3 separate regions of the Hordeum vulgare genome follow, and regions 2 and 3 are each linked to region 1. Evidence: chromatin contacts called from public Hi-C data. All regions are on one chromosome and are shown on one strand. The core of a region is the stretch at or near the end of the contact, and the rest is flanking DNA. Distances in the headings are between cores, read along the strand shown. Region 1 holds the start of LOC123412041 (enhancer of mRNA-decapping protein 4-like). Region 2 holds the start of LOC123411254 (chaperone protein dnaJ 11, chloroplastic-like). Region 3 holds the start of LOC123407290 (serine/threonine-protein phosphatase 4 regulatory subunit 2).

Region 1 (3,066 bases), core at 255-2,754:
GCTTCCGGTACGCTGATTTTTTATATATTTTTCTCGGGATTTTTCGGGCTTCGGAAAATTGGGTAAAAGCCCGTGCAAAATAGACATCAGCAGACAGAAACTGACAGTGGGTGCACTGAGTTAGTAGGTTAGTCCAAATATGTGTAAAATGATATAAAAGTGTAGCAAAACATATAACAATGTCACCCAAAAGATCATGTAACGAGCAGAAATTCTAGATACGTTTTGGACGTATCAGCCGTCCGTCGCCGTCAAGCCCGAGCTAGGAGAGGCCGCTCCGTCGACGCAACCCGGCGACAACCTCGTCATAAACGAGGGCCGCCGCTAACCTTCCCCTCCTTGCGGCCACCTTCGCCTGGTCAAGCCAAAGGAATCGGCAACGACCGTCGTGGTGAAGAAGTAGCACGAGGCCATGGCCGTTGACCTCGACGCCGACCTCAAATGGTCGCGCGACGACTATGTGGGGGAGAAGACGGAGCACCAGCGTCACGCTTTGGAGGAGATCGCCGAGCGGCACCGCGGCCGCGAAGATGGCGGCGTCATCGTCCTCTCCGATAGCGATGAGGAGGCGGTTGCGCCGACCCCGTGCATCCGCAGCGGCGACCCAGGGCAGCAAGGACGACGATGACCCACCGAGCGACGACGACGACTTCTACAAGCTCCTCGGCATGAACTAGCCCCGGGTCGGCTCGTATTTCTTTAGTTTTTTATGTATGTTTTTAAATTTGTGTAAATATGAATGAAACCGCCTATATTTTGTACAAAATTGAATAATTTTCATTGAATTTAAGCCAAATTTGTTTTTGAAATCGGCGTCTGGGGGACGATGGCTGGGAACCAGAGCTCCCCACGACGAAAATATCGCCGATTAGCCTCTAGGAGGCGATATTTCAAGACGGGGGGGGGGGGGGGAGGGGTGGCGAACGGCTGTAGATGCTCTAAACTTGTAGCAAAGTTAAACTATTCTTCTTACAATTTTGGTAAATCTGAATTGACTGAGACTTGCTTATGTCTTAGTCGGTAATGTGTTTATGAGATTTTAGATTGAGACCCTATTATTTTTTTCAGTTTTTTTTGTTCTATCTTAAATATTACTCCCTCCGTTTCTAAATATAAATCTTTTAAGATATTTCACTAGGAGTCCACATACGAAGCAAAATGAATGATTCTATACTCTAAAGTATGTCTATATACATATGTATGTAGTCCATTAATGAAACCTCATTAAAAACTTATAGTATTTAGGAATGGAGGAAGTACTATGTTACTTGATTAAGACTTGATTAAGTCTCAATTGATCGAGACCTAGCCATATCCTTCTTATGCCACAAATTAACGTTCGACAAAACATTCTACCCCTTTGCTATTTTTTCGGAAACTTACATCCATTTGAACTTACACTCGTTTAAACTTCTACTGTACTTAAACCTATCTCGCAAAAAACAAACCGACTTAACGTAAGTTCGTTTAAACTTCAACTTAAACTGATCATCATAAGAGGTGGCCACTAGGCAGCTGCCATTGTTCCCAAAATCCTGTCAGGGGAGCATTCTCCGTCTTCCTCCTCTGCTTCCTCCCTCCTTCTACGTCTTCCTCCTCCATCCCCTTCCCCATCTCAACCCTAACCGATCCACCTCGCGCTCGAGCGGCCTCTCATGGCGTCACCCTCGGGAAACCCTAACCCCAACCCCAGCGCCCCTTTCGAGCTCAGCAGGCTCTTCAAGCCTCCCCCAAACCCTAACCACCCCACAACCGTCCCGACCCCCACCGGCATCTTCCCGGGCGCCCCGCCCGGCGCGCCGATGGCCGCCGGGCCGCCGGGCCCATACTCCTACCCGCCCGCCACCCCGCCCTTCCACCGCAACCAGTACCTCCACTACCCTACCGATCCCAACGCCGCCCACCTCCCTGTCGCCGCCTTCGCGAACCCTAACCCCACCGCAAACCCTCTCCCTAACCCCGGCCCCGGCCCCAACCCGGGAGCTCGGCTCATGCAGTTGCTGGGCAACACCGCGCCCGCCCACCTCGAGTCCGTGGCGTCCATGCCGCCCACGTCATCGGAGTTCTCTGGCGGCCCGGTGGCGCCGCTGCCAGGGATGCCGTCCGCGCCGCCGGCGAGGATGACAAGCACGAGCAGCAAGATGCCCCGGGGCAGGCTGCTGGGGCCGGGGGACAGGGCCGTGCACGATGTCGATTCGCGGCTGCCAGGGGAGGCGCAGCCACCGCAGCTGGAAGTGACTCCCATCACCAAGTACACCTCGGACCCTGGGTTGGTGCTGGGCCGGCAGATCGCTGTAAACCGGACGTACATCGTGTACGGCCTCAAGCTTGGCAACATCCGCGTGCTCAACATCAACACCGCACTACGCTCGCTCCTTCGTGGGCACACACAGGTACGTCTTCTGTAGACTGATAGTACCAATATTTTTTTGCCGTTGAGTGCCTTGTTGGAGCCCTGTGATGTTAGTGCAGATTTGTTGCTCTATGCACGAGCTCCCTATAAGCATTAATTTGTGTGTTGAGGAAACAGTGTGATGCTATGGTGTAGACTATCCCTTAGTCATAAATTCATTTCCAATGATGGGATGCATGGAAATGGATTGGTATAAACTAGATGGATATTAGTTCACCTGAAAAAGTGAAGTGTTGCGTGGTTTGTATACACAAAGCATGCAATCTCAAAGTACGGACTCGAATTCGATCTAGTGTTGGTCACTTCGTACCGGGGGCAGTAAATCTGACTCTTATATTGCATATGATGATATATTGCATATGATGACAGTCATATTCCAGTCTGAGGTCTTGACTATTAACTAAATATGGGTGGAGTATTTATTGAAAGGTTATGTTGCCAAGAGAAATAATATGGTGCTACGTGCAGCAGAAATCCGAAGGGAATAGCCAAATATGCTTGCTGCATAAGCCAGGTTCAGATTATAAATGTCTAGTCATATTTATAGTCCACTCGAATTAATTCTTCTTTCTCAGACTGATGGGGTCCATTTGTCATCAGTTATCGACTTATCGTACTTGTAGAATATGAGCTCTTCATATCTGATTTTCAGT
Region 2 (3,066 bases), core at 344-2,843, 250 kb after region 1:
AAACCCAAAACTCCTAAATCTTTTAGTCCCGGTTGGTGTAAATAACCGGGACTAAAGGCCCCGAGCTCCCCGACATAGGCTCGTGCCACGTGGTGGACATTTAGTTCCGGTTCATGATGAACCAGCACTAGGAGGGTTTTAGTCCCCACCCTTTAATACCGGTTGCAGAACCGGCACCAAAGGTCCTTACGAATCAGGATCATTGCCTGCACTAGTGACTTGTGAATGCCTGCCCTATTTGGTCAAATTGAATCTCATCAAGTAGCAGCTACTAGCTGCATCGCTGCACGACGGATCCACGCATCCATGACACGCTTAGCCGTGGTACTTAGTTCACTATTCATCATCAACTAGCTAAACCCGATGCGCGTCCTGTGCGGCTGGTTAGCCTGAGGACACATAAGCTAAACGAGTAGGGTTTGATTGTCCGCTTGCGCATAATTTTATTTTCGCTATGCTTATTTCTTTCACCCACTTACAAGTAGAACCCACATAAGCAAAGAGAGAAAGTGAGCTAACGAGATTGTTTAACTGGTCAAATAGATGAAATACGGAGCTATACGATCTACTAGCGACCGTATAACCACCTCAACACGTATATAGTGATCATATTTTTGAGTAGAGTGATCAAAGTGAGCGTATACGATAAGTCCAATGATATAATGCATTTTACTCACTCTCAAACACCTGAAACTAAAAATTTAGGCGAAAAACAGCTGAAGAGTAGCAAGCTTGAATATATATGTTTACAAAAGCTACACCACCGAACCAAAAAATGGCCCCGCAAAAAAGACTAACAAGTGGGGCCAGCTACATAGAGGGACAGATGACTGGGCCCACACCACAACCTTTCCACTAACCTAGCACTAACTGCGCCGAGAACGACTTAAAAAAAACTGCACCTACGCAGGCCGTTGCAGCTCATCCACGTTCATGGGAGTTGGGACATCATGGCTTGGTGGATGGATCACCAGCACTGGTCCGTCTCCCACCTCCGCACCCGCATCACGCCGCCGCCGCCGCCGCCGCGGAACACCCCGAGCGAGCTGTCGTATCGCGCCCTGGCCGCCGGGTCAGACAGCGTCTCGTACGCCCTCCGGATCTCCAGGAACGCCTCGGGCCCTCCGTACCCGTGGCCGCAGGAGGCGACGTCGGGGTGGAGGCGCTTGGCCATGGAGCGGTACGCGGTCCTGATCTCCACCTGTGTCGCCGAGCGCCCCACGCGCAGCGCCTCGTACAGCGACCCCGCCGCCGGCCTCGCCGCGGATACCATCGGCGGCGCCACAGGCGCTGCTCCCGCCATTGGCTAGAGTAGACCTTCGGCTTGGTCGTGGTCGAGTTGGGGGTTGGGGGGTCGAGTGGGCTGGGAGTTGAACACTTCGGCTGGGTGTGCGCGAGGGCGGGGAGCTGAAGCTTGTGATTATGAAGGGTTCTTGCATGCCAGCGATTCGAGATAGGTTTGGATGTAAGGTGGTGGAGAGGTGGGGACATGACATCGATCACTTGCTATTTAGGTTGGGGATGGGACGTCACTGTCGACTGTCGGAGTAGAAGGAAGGAGGGCGGGAATGGTTTTCCGTTGGTGTCGCACCATGGGTCGGCCGGTTCTGAGGCGCCGTCGGTGTGGGCCCTCGCTGCATCTGCCTTCTAGAACGACATCATCACTCTAGCAGTCTAGCTTGCCAGGTCACGACATTTCGATCTTTTATTGATCTGATCCACATCAAGCAACGATGTGGTAAAGTCGTCAGCTTCCCGCTCAAGAGTGTAATTTCTTTGTTATCCAAAAAAAAAAGAGTGTAATTTCTTTCTTCATAGTTACCCCATCCATATCAAATATAAGAAGTTTTGCAGTTCAAATTGAACAGCAAAAAGGTCTTATATTTCGTGTTATATTTTGATAGAAAGGTAATACTATTGAATTTAGTTAATTTTTACTTAAGTTTATACTAGCAAAAGGGCCCATGCGTTGCAACGGGAGAAAAAAATACAACACGCTTTTAATCTTTTTATAATCATTTTGATTTATTAAAATAATAAGCTAACTAACTAATGTAGTCAGTCCTATCCTATTTTGTTGAGAAATCAACCCGTCCATTGTTAATTCCACCATGCTGAGAAATTGAGCGGGACAAGTAAAGCAAAACATAGAGGCTACGTGAATTGATCAATGTACTGTTATTTTATTTCACTCATGGGGTAGAGAATGTGGGATCAGATGACAAACTGAAGGTGGTGTTCCATTCTCTGTCTCTACAACAATACAATCTTACATTCAATACATTCATTCATCAGCAAACAAATCCCCACAAAACAAAATTTCTTGCCGGTGCTTGGCACATGGTTGGAGGCATGGGGAGGGGATCTCACCAAATGATGAGTTCCTGCCGGAGGAGGGGATACGATGAGGGGAGCAAGGGTTAGGCGCCTCTATCTGGCCATAAGGAGTCGCCGTTGCCGCGCCATAACCTCGGAGTTCCCCGTGTGAGCCATAGAGGACCGCCTCCACCTGCAAGTACTTCGCTCCGTCGCGTTGCCGCCGTTCTGCATCGAGCAGACGCATCATCCCAAGTCACTGTAGTTGCCGCGTTGATTTGATCCAGAAGCTGTGCTCGAGCGCCGAAACGGGGGCAGCAAGCGGGCAGAGGTACGGCCGTGGAGGCGGGTGGGTTGAGATCGACAACAGTGGTGGTTGAGGTCGGCCACGGCGGCGAGTGGTGTGGCAGCGGCCTGGGCACAGGACAGGGTGGACCAGGGTCGACGCGATACTCTCGAGCGCCGCAACGGGGGCAGTGAGCGGGGAGAGGTACGGTCGCGGAGGCGGGTGGGTTGAGATCGACAGGGGTGGCGGTTGAGGTCGGCCGCGGCGGCGAGTGGTGTGGCGGCGGACTGGGCACAGGCCAGGGTGGCCCAGGATCGACAGGAGGAGGCAATGCGTACGGATATAATTTTTGCAGCGAATTGTTTTTTTCTTTTGCGTTGCAGATAAATGATGGAGCGCGGGTTGAATAACAAAAATTAAGGGGATTTTTTATAAAAATACCGCGATGAGTTTTCCGACGAAAG
Region 3 (3,066 bases), core at 214-2,713, 140 kb before region 1:
TCTATCTATATTTTCGAACTATCTATCTAGTTGCAATCTATGTAAAATAATTTTGTATCCTTTTTTATTTTATGCAATATTTTTATTTTGCCCATTTTGCAATTGAAAATGTTGTGCGCGCGCGCTGCATTTTTACCCGCTGCTGGAGCGGCGCGCGCGCTGCACTTTAGCGCTGCTGCTGGAGCCAGCGCTGCGCGACGCGCCAAACCAGACGATGGGCGCGCGGCAAACAGGTTTTTTAGGCGCGGCCCGAAGCGCGGCTGTTGGAGATGCTCTTATCAAATTGGTTTTATTTTTATATCTTGTGTTTATCTATAAGTGTTCTTTTAAGCCCCCCTCCCCCCAACACACACAAAAAGGGATATGTATTTGGCACTCTTCTAATCGTAAGTATATAACTTTATTGTGTCATGAATCATGTAGAGGCATTTGCATCGGTACACAGAAGTTCATTTTGATCTTCTTTTATACAAGGATTTTATATGAAAGTATATCAATTTTGAGGATTTAGGTACTTAGGGCACTTCAAATTGTTGCAAAAAGTGAGGTGTTTTGGCTCCCACGCTCAGATGAGTCTGAAAATAAACAAACAAATCATTTAAAATACTAAAAAATTAAAATTTTAATGTGGAAAGATGCTTTAGCGTGTGATGTACATGCTAAATTTCATTAAAATACTAAAAATTCAACCTTTTAATGGAGAAAAATGCTTGAGTGTGTGATGTACATACCTAATTTCAAAATATTTGGATGTAGGAGTAGCTGTGAGTGAAAATGACAAATTTTGAGTCCGTAAAAAAGTTTATTGTTTGTGCATTGTTCGAACCCTATTTGGTTTGTTTTGTTGAGAGCTACTTTGATGTTCAAATGCTTTGAATTTTGACATGGACCTCACACATTCAAAATATCTTCCATATAAATAAATTTATTTTTTCAAATTTTACTAGTATTTTTGTAAAATTTGTTGTTCATGAGATGCAAATGAGCCTGTTCTTTTAACATAGTACAAATATAAACGTTTATATGCGCGCATACAATCATCTTTATGAACGTATATCCTACCTCTATGAGCATTTTCGAAAGACTGAACCGACATATTATCTTTAAAATTTACGAAGTCACCATAATCATAAACGTTTTCTTTCATCGAATGCGCATCGTCGAAAACTAAAAAATAAACTCAGAAATAAATATAAACACTAGAATTAAACTCTAATGAATTGAGAATACCACAATCTCTTCAACCATTTAACTGCAAGTTTTTTTTTTTGAACTTACCATTTAACTGTAAGTTGGTTTGCAATGAGCGTCGGCTGAGAATTGAATATTCGTACCAGTCCGTTTTTCCCTTTTCTACCCACCACTTACCCTGACCCACCACCGCTGCCAGGGTTGAACAGACCATTTTACCCCTGACTCGATCCTGAAGCCGCCGTACGCCCGCACCCAAACTTCTCTGGTCCTGATCCACCCTAGCCAGGTTGCCAGCCAGCCAGCCAGCCAGGCCCCTCCCGCAGCCGGCCTCCCACTCGCCGCTCATAAGGCCGCCGCCCGGAGCTCGCCCCACCGGCCACCATTCCGCCACCCCCGCCGCAGGAAAGCAAGGTCCTAGGTGCGCCCCTCCTCCCCCCTTCCCCACACTCCTCCTCTCTCGCCTCTCCCGGCCTTCGGGTTTCGCGGAGCCCTCCCCTGCTGGTTTGGATCAGGGGCGTGTTTGTTGCCGCCGTCTGTTGATTGGGCACGGGGAGGCTCGAGCAGGTACTGCGTGGGTGCTGGTTCGGTGCCGTCCATTGCCTCGATGCGGTCGTCCGCTCCGTGATTTGGGTGTGATTGGTGGTGGTGCATGCTATTCGGACGCGGAGACGTCGTGGCCATGAGCTAGGGTTGTGGCGCGGCGCCGGGGAGCTAGCATGTGGCGGTTAGTGCTGAGACGAATCGTTAGTTTGGGATGGGGAAGGAGTGCTGCCATGGGAGAGGCGGGGAAGATGAACGAGACTGCCTGCGATTAGATAGGATGTGGAATGATTTGTGGTGTTTTAAGGGAACCAGGACGATGTGATGAATACCTGAATTTCTTGTCTAAGAATTTTTGCCATTTTGCAGTTACTGGAAGGGTTGGGCATGGAGGGTGCGGCAACGGAGAACTCGACGGGGCCCAGGGTGGCTCCGGAGGTGGCTGACCACGCAGGTCAGCATGTCGAGGGCTCGGCGGTGCCCATGGTGGTGCCAGAGGCGGCTGTCGAGGCGGAACAGCATGTCGAGCGCTTGACATTGCCCATGGTGGTGCTGGAGGCGGCTGTCGACACGGACCAGCATGTCGAGGGCTCGACAGCACCCATGGTGGTGCCAGAGGCAGCTGTTAACGCAGAGCAGCATGTCGAGGGCTCGGCAGTGCCTGTGGTGGTGCCAGAGGCAGCTGTCAACGCAGACCAGCGTGTTGAGGGCTCGACTGTGCCTATGGTGGTTCAAGAGGAGGCTGTCGACGCAGACCAGCGTGTTGGCGCCGTGGCAGCGCCCATGGTGATGACTGAAGCAGATGTAGATGCAGACCAGCGTGCTGACGGCGTGGCAGCACCCATGGTGATGATTGAAGCAGCTGCTGACGCGGGTCATCCTATCGAGGATGCGGCCACCCAGGACAGGAAGGACGGGTAATCCATTCAAATTTATGTGGCCGCTGTGGTTCTGTAGATCTAGCTTTCATTATTGTCATTTTCCTTTTCACGGAAGCTTTAAATGATTGTTAGGTACTGAAACTTATATGTGCATGCATGGGTACTTGGGTAGAGATTTACTCCCTCCGTATCGAAATATAAGACCTTTTAGAGATTTTACTATGGACTACATACAGATGTATATAGACATATTTTAGAGCGTAGATTCACTCATTTTGCTCCGTATGTAGTCCATAGTGAAATCTCTAAAAGGTCTTTGATAGGAATAGGATCCCTACCAGACCTAGATCGCAGGTTATATGGGTGGAAGGGTGGCTGGCGTTGTGCTGGGCGCGGCTGCCGGTGGCGAGGCGCTGTTGTCGCACGCGTGAGAGAGAGAATAGGGCGGCTA

The links. Hi-C and Micro-C count contacts between places; a contact is called where the count stands out from the background.
Region 2: a Hi-C map of leaf shows a contact between it and region 1, with 5 times the contacts expected there. The contact joins the promoter of LOC123411254 here to the promoter of LOC123412041 in region 1. A contact is called at or near these places in 2 of 6 Hi-C or Micro-C datasets (leaf and seedling).
Region 3: a contact with region 1 is called in a Hi-C map of leaf, with 7 times the contacts expected there. The contact joins the promoter of LOC123407290 here to the promoter of LOC123412041 in region 1. A contact is called at or near these places in 3 of 6 Hi-C or Micro-C datasets (leaf and seedling) and 1 of 1 datasets of contacts at active chromatin or transcription factors (embryo).

The regions. Positions count from the first base shown.
Region 1 is chr7H:136,476,659-136,479,724 of MorexV3_pseudomolecules_assembly, forward strand. LOC123412041 (enhancer of mRNA-decapping protein 4-like) reads left to right here and starts at 1,505. Exons shown (of 14, transcript XM_045104999.1): 1 at 1,505-2,393. The coding sequence starts at 1,656.
Region 2 is chr7H:136,728,606-136,731,671 of MorexV3_pseudomolecules_assembly, forward strand. LOC123411254 (chaperone protein dnaJ 11, chloroplastic-like) reads right to left here and starts at 1,594. Exons shown (of 1, transcript XM_045104188.1): 1 at 701-1,594. The coding sequence starts at 1,303. The coding sequence ends at 968.
Region 3 is chr7H:136,334,707-136,337,772 of MorexV3_pseudomolecules_assembly, forward strand. It overlaps LOC123407290 (serine/threonine-protein phosphatase 4 regulatory subunit 2), which reads left to right and starts at 1,464. Exons shown (of 8, transcript XM_045100396.1): 1 at 1,464-1,612; 2 at 2,104-2,651. The coding sequence starts at 2,122.